Regions from separate parts of the Nomascus leucogenys genome. Here region 1 is linked to region 2. Evidence: chromatin contacts called from public Hi-C data. All regions are on one chromosome and are shown on one strand. The core of a region is the stretch at or near the end of the contact, and the rest is flanking DNA. Distances in the headings are between cores, read along the strand shown.

Region 1 (3,572 bases), core at 983-3,482, 280 kb before region 2:
GTTCTCAACTGGGGGTGACTTTGCCCCCTCCCCAAGCCCAGGAGACATTTGGCAATGTCTGAGGACATTTTTGGCTGTCACAACTGGGAGACAGTACTGGCATCTTGTGAGTGGAGACCAGAGATGCTACTAAAACTCCTACAATGCACAGGACAACCCCCAAAACACAGAATTATCCAAACCCAAATGTGAATAGTGCCAAGGTGGAGAAACCCTTAGAGGGAAAGGGCATGCCCCTGGCTTTCTCTTTCCCACTGGCTGAAAGGTGCAGTGGTGCACCATCTTGGACCATGTGGAACAAGGCAAGAAACCAGGGAGGGTGGAGCTATGAGACAGGTGGAGCTGCCATACTCTGGACTCCTTACACCCAGACTGCCATGAGATAGAAATACACTTCTCAACAGTTTGAGCCACTCCTCTTCTGGGTCTCTGTGACAGCAGCCAACTAATATTCTATCTAATGCCATAGTATACCATATATATTGTATTTTTTCATTCATAGAACTAGGAATCACTCTACCTGAACTATATCCACTCTAGGCCTGCATCCTTCTGCCTTTCCCAGGAACTCCCTGAGCTCTTTCTCCCTGTCTTACCCCTCTCCATCTTTCTTTCCTGCCGCTCTAGATGCTGGCTTCTTCCTTGAGGTAGAGATTCCACCAGGCCCCATCTGACTTATCTGTCTCAATCCACACCTGACTTTTCCGACAAGACATCACCCTCCTACCATCTCCTGCTTCTATCCATAGATATCTCATTTCCTCCCACATCCATTTTCTGAGGTGGAGGAATAATCTTTTCTAAAATAATCCCCCTCTATATACACATACTTTCTGGCCCTTACCCTGCTATACTGTCTTCATATAACTCACCACAACATACAATTCTATTTATCTGCTTATTGTCTAGGTTCTACACAAAAGATTTAATTTTATGGGCCCCAAAACTGTATTGTTCACTACTGTGTATCCAGTAAATAGAATACCACGGTACAATAGAAATACAATGCATGCCACATATATAATTTTAAATGTTCTAGTAGCCACACTAATAAAGTAAAAAGATAAAGATCAAATTTTAGTCTTTAACCTCAATAGTCCTTCTCTAAGATGTTATCACTATAAAGAAATTGAGACATTTTACATTCTTTTTCTCATTCTTCTTCAAAATCTAGAGTGTAATTTACCCTTACAGTGTATCTCAGTTCAGACTACTACAATTCAGGTTCTCATGGCCACATGTAGTGGTAACAATGGACAGTGCTAACATAGAATACTGGGCACATAGCAGGCATCCAGTAAATATTTGTTAAAGTTATTATTCTTCTATACCATTTTAATTCTTCTATAGTCCAGGAATAATATAGTAATGTCACGTCATTAATATCTCCCAATTAATTTAGGCATTTTCTTGTTGGGCATTTAGGTCGTTTCCAATTTTCACTTTTTAAAATAATTCTGTAATAAACATCTATCTGGTTCGTACCTGTTTTTCCTTGGAATAAATTCCCAGAAAGTATTAAATATGGTCATTGCCCCAGAAATGATACGTCACATAAGATTTCTAATTGTTTATGCTTGGTTCTTGTTAATGACTCTTGTGATGTTAACGGGGCAGGTATTGCTGTGATGGTTATAATTACAAACATATTAGTAAGTACTAATGTTTTGTCTGCTGCAGTGCATCAGGCACTGTGCATTAGGTTATGCATATCTCATAGATGAGACACACGAGGCTTGGGGAGGTTAAAAACCTAGCACTGGACTCGCACTCAAACTGAGATCTGGGTTAATCTATTTTCAAAGACTGGGTGTTTTCCCCTGGGACAAATTAAAGAAAGAAACGAAAACTGTTTTAGTTAAGAAAGAGAACAGGAAGAAAGAAAAGGCTAAGTAAAGAGAAGGGAAGGAAAACGAAGAAAGCTAAGGAAAGGACAAAAAGTTAAAGGCTGGAGACCCGGTCACTGCAGAAGCGACCCTTATCTCGCCGGTGCAGACAGCACCGTCCGAACCCTGGCGCGGGTGCCCGCCGCGGTCCCACTGCCCCGCCCGCCGCAGCTCCCTCTCTGCGGGACCCACCACCAGCAGCCATCCCACACTTGCCGCCCCGGCGCTCCACTCGGAGTAGCCAATTAGCAGGCAGCTTCCGGCCTCCAGCACTGCACCGCCTGCGGTGCGAACGTGACGTCCGCGCCGCAGGGGGGACTTCCGGCGCGCCGCGCCACGCCACGTGTTCCGCACCGGAAGCGCGCTTCCAGTCGCCCCGGCAACAGCCGCCCCCCTCGCGTCCCCCACTCCCCCTCTGTCTCTCCAAGGAAAACTAGGCCCCTGCCCTGCCAACGCCCAGGATCCGCAAGCTGCGCGCCCACGAGGTGACTTTGGGGACGACTGGGTTTCCTTCGGGGAGTGAGGGAGGAGCTTAGAGGCCCCGGGCCCTGGCTTCTGATGCGCAGAGAGCCGAGGTCTTGGACGTCACATTGCTATCATAATTATCTTAATCCCGCGAAAAAAGGTGGGGCCAGAGGCCCATGAGATTCCTAAATCATTGCAGATTGTGAGAGGGGACCAGTCCCAGAGGCTGTCAGCTCTGCAGAGCTTCCGAATCACTGGACGACTTTTTAAGAATTCTGATCCCCGGGCCCCCATCCCGGACCAATTAAATCCGAATCTCTAATAGTGGGGCCCTGGCATCAGTAGTTTTTAAAGCTGCCCAGGTGATTCTGGCGTGCCGAGAACCACCGTGTTAAGGTCTGTAGGTGAATTCGGATTTTGCCCATCCAGCCCAGTATCTGAATAGAAGATCACCCAGGACAGCCACATACTTGGAGGATGTCTGGGATATTGGCCTGTCTGCTCAAAAAGTCGAGGTTTCTTTCTTTTCTCTTGCACTTTAACCTCTGCAGGAGGTCAGCTTTTGGTGGGAGTTATCTTGAGACATCTGGCGCCTACGGTTTATGGGCCTTATGTCTCTGCCCACTTATCAGTAATGAGCTGTAGTTGAACCAGTGGCCAACGAAGTGCATTTTAGCTCTGAAATCTTGATGTTCTCTTAGTACAGATCAGATGGTTCTGAACAGTTTTATTTTTTTCAGGAATGATGTTTTTAAACTCGTTTGACAGGCTAGGCTGTGTATTCAGCTGTTTTTCATCTCAAATCAGAACAATATTACTTAAAAAATCTAGACTAAAGGTTAGTAACGCAACACTTCTAGGATTATTTATGCTCACAGCCGCCATGAATTGTAGGATGAGAGCTACCCTTTAAAAATACTATTTTTGCTAGCATAATTTATCGGAATAACAGTCTCTTTGTAATTTCAGTGTGAACAGAAACCATATATTTTTAAAGACTGCTGGTTAGTAACTTGGAATAAGCATAACTGAAAGCAAGTTCACAGGTGTATAAATCCCCTCTGTATGTTCATTGCTGTGCTGGGGAAGTATACAAACTAAAGTTCCAGAGAGAAATGTTCATTCTGAAACTGTTCTATAGATGGTGATTAATCATTTGGGTTTTTTTTTTTTTTAAAGGATAGGGTGAGATGAGAATGATGGGGGAAAGTTTTGAACAAT
Region 2 (3,724 bases), core at 776-3,275:
TCCAAAAGGAAATAGAAGCACTCCTGTGGTGAAGAGCCTTCAAACTCCAACACCTGCCAAAGTCATATGAGGATTCCCAAAGCCAGGCAGACACCATGCAGCCTGTGGAAGCTGTCACAATGACACCAAATAGTTCACTAGCTCCATAACTATGTAAAATTAACACACACACTTTAATTCATTTATTCCTAAAAATTCAGCAACTACAGACACTTCCATTTTAGCTATTTTAGTATAGAAACTGACATAGAAGACGTGGGTAAAATACATCATTTCAAAATCAATAGATAAAAAAGCTGCCATATTTTTTAAAAATAAGATTTGTTTAAAGGATTACCTCAAGAAACCTTTGCAATACTATGTAATGGAATATCAATGACAAATTATGAGGAAGGCAATAAAAGAGGCCAAATAAGAAATGCCCAGAGCACCTGAGTTGAATCATTTCCTCGCGACACATTTACAACAAACATTAACTGAGCACTTTTTATGTGCCAGATGCTTTCCCGCACACTGAAGAGAAATGTTACCACATGGGCATAATGTCGTAGCACTGAGATATTATTCACTGATACACAAAACTCAGACTACAGAAAAGCCGAAGTAACCATAGTTGTCCATATTTTCCTTTCCCTATATCACTTTTTGCCTCACATAGTTAATTTTAGCTCTTTTGATTCTGGCTTTGCTGAATCTTGAAGGAATACAAGGCATATGTTCACTGACAAATACTATGACCACTAGTATAATTTATATATTGTTAGATACCCCCACCCTTGTGACTGTATGAGTGGAGGAAAAGATAACTAAAAGTGGTTATAATTCCAATTTTACAGCTTATCAACTATGCAAGCTGAGCAAGTCACAAGGTGTCCTGAAAATTAAAGCAAATCACAGCCCGCAATAAATGTTAGAGAAGCCATAAGAAGCGCAGAGGATGTGCTTCTCTATATTTTTTTGTTGTTGTTAATTTTTGAGATGGATTCTCGCTGTCACGCAGGCTAGTAGAGTGCAGTAGCACAACTTCAGCTCACTGCAACGTCTTGCCTCCTGGGTTCGAGTGATTTTCCTGCCTCAGCCTCCCCAGTAGCTGGGATTACGAGTGAACACCACCACACCCAGCTAATTTTTGTATTTTTAGTAGAGATGGGGTTTCACCATGTTGGCTAGGCTGGTCTTGAACTCCTGACCTCAGGTGATCCGCCCACCTCAGCCTCCCAGAGTGCTGGGATTATTGGCATGAGCCACCACACCCGGCCCTTATCTTTTAAAAACTATCCTAACTCAAATGCAGTAAAGGATTGACTGTATCGATAAAACTATGTTTTTTTTTTCAAACACTAAAGTTTGCCTAAGTTACAGACTACTTTGTCAGTTTGTTATGTTTCTACCAACTTAATTTAAACATATTAGTTATTTTAAAATGCTAAACAATTACTTTAGAAGTTCATTCTTGAGCTTTCGGTCATAGGTCTCCTCAAAACTCTTTATATTCTGCTCCCGTCTCCTAAGTGCCTCAGTTATGCTTTTATGTTTTTCTTCCTGGAGCTTCTGGTTCCTGAAATTAGCAAAAAATATAAAAAGTAAATAAACTACCATAGCTGAGCTAATAAATTTAGGAAAAAATCACATGTGTCTAGTTCAAAAGATTAAAACTGCTACATGATATCACTACTGGGAAGTAGAAGGAAAGAGCCAGAAGTCCTCAGTGTATTTTATGAACTGACCTAGTTACAGCATATCGAAACTAGCAGAACTGACTGTGCTTTGGGCTGAAGGGAGTGGGAGAGTCTCAAGAGGGAAGTGGTTTCTCACAGAAGATAAACACTTAAACAATGGTTATAGGTGATAAATAGCCAAAATCAATCCTGGGATGAAAGAATGATATTATTAGTTACAAAGTAACAAGTAAGTGTACTTATGTGCTTAAATCTTCTATAATGCTGTTTCTAACTGTGGGATTTAATTAATTAGTCCATACATATTAAAGGTACAATATTTGTTTTTGTCATTTAATAACCAATCAGCTTTAGCCAAGTGTGGTGACCTGCACCTATAATCCCAGCTTTTCAGAAGGCTGAGGCAGGAGGATCGCTTGAGCCCAAGTGTTTGAGACCAGCCTGGGCAATACAGAAAGACACTGTGTCTTAAAAACAAAACAAAACAAACAAAAAACCCTATTGATTGAATATTGAAAAAAGTACCAAAAGAGAGGGCAAAAGATAGATGGATCAAGCAGGGCTTCCAAATACTGAAGAAGAGAATGGTCTTCATAGTGAGACTTTAAATCAACCATAGCACCAACTCCTTAGCCAGGGAGGTGGGTTCACGGGTGGTGAGATCCAGCCATCCTGAGAAGTGCTACAAAATGCTGACTAGTCTAAGAACAGGTAAAGGCTCTAGGTATTAGCTCCCTCTGCTGGTAATCTGGAAAGCCATAGAGAGGTAAACTACATTTATTTAGTTTACATGCTGAGAAGGAGGGAACAAGAGTAGAGAAAATGGAGGTAAAGGAATGATGAACTCTCTCTGCCCCAATTTTGTGCCTATTTTCTCTCTCTTGATCAATTTATCTTTTCATTATTGCCAAAAAGAGAGTAAGGTAGACAGAGAGTTGAAATCAAACAAATCAAGCCTATAGAAGTGAGAAAAAAACATTAATGGAGACAAATTCTTTAATGAACTAAGATTCCTGGAGTATCTATGGGTGTCAATAGCAGATTCCCAAAGGAAAAGAAGGCTTATTGCACAAACTATAGACAGGTGAACTTGCTGTCAATCCCAGGTAAGATCTGAAGGATGAAACATTTGTGAGCACTTAGAAAAAGTAACACAAAGAAATGGTTTCACCAAGTACAAGTCAAGTTGGACCACCATACTTCCTTTTCTGAGCACACAGCTGGTAAAAGCTGCAGGTCTGGATATATGGAATTCAGTTACTATACATACACACACGGAACTATCAGATCTGAGGGACTGAATGTAACTGCAAAACATACCATCTGTTCCAGTATTAACAGCTTCTCCAAATTATCTGTCTGGTCTTACTGTAGCCTGATGATAGCATCTCATTTGTCTTTTCATCTTAATGTTTAATATTTCAAAAGCAAAACCCTAGTGTTTGTTCCTCTTAATTTGTACTTTCTAGGTGATATCCCCTTTACAAATAAGAACTCTACTTGGCAATGAACATTAGAATATTTAGACATATATATATTTAGTAATTCTTTTCAATCTCATCATTCTGAATATCCAAAATGAACATGCATTACTTACAATTCAAAAGCTTCAACTCTTTGCTTCAGCTCTGCTTCTCTTCCTCTTAGCAAATCCATATCTTTTAGTAAAAGTTGCCTTTGAGCATAAATTTCTTTTGTTTCAATCTGTATAGAAAAGCATTAATTTTTAGCAAGCAAGCTAATGAAAGCAAAACAGATTTGAATGAATATACTGCTTCCTAAATTCCAAAAAGCAAAGTACAGGCATTTAGGATAACAATTTCACCTTCAAGAGATTCCAACTCAAGGTATGCTTTCTGCCTATTCTAGTTGCATAAAAATTTACTCCCCCAATGACTGTTAAACTACCATTACTCTACAGTCCTAACATGCCATGTGTAATTTATGCTATTTAGTTCTTTAACATCTCTCAGTCCCTTATCTAAAAAAAAAAAAATTTTTTTTTTTTTTTTTTTTTTTTGAGACAGGGTCTCACTCTGTCACGC

Evidence for each region. A called contact is a pair of places that touch in the nucleus more often than the background predicts.
Region 1: a contact with region 2 is called in a Hi-C map of a lymphoblastoid cell line, with 3 times the contacts expected there. The contact joins the promoter of GEMIN8 here to the enhancer-like site in region 2. A contact is called at or near these places in 2 of 4 Hi-C or Micro-C datasets (a lymphoblastoid cell line and an unstated tissue).

Annotation. Positions count from the first base shown.
Region 1 is chrX:12,512,078-12,515,649 of Asia_NLE_v1, reverse strand. GEMIN8 (gem-associated protein 8) reads left to right here and starts at 2,232. Exons shown (of 4, transcript XM_003261059.2): 1 at 2,232-2,371.
Region 2 is chrX:12,230,767-12,234,490 of Asia_NLE_v1, reverse strand. It overlaps OFD1 (oral-facial-digital syndrome 1 protein), which reads right to left. Exons shown (of 23, transcript XM_030806885.1): 9 at 3,277-3,383; 10 at 1,439-1,558. Among named protein-coding and RNA genes, the nearest start is that of OFD1, 17 kb to the right of the region's middle. Within about 2 kb of position 2,025, the one cell type or tissue checked has an H3K27ac peak away from gene starts, as active enhancers do. A contact at or near this core is called in a lymphoblastoid cell line, where this site is marked.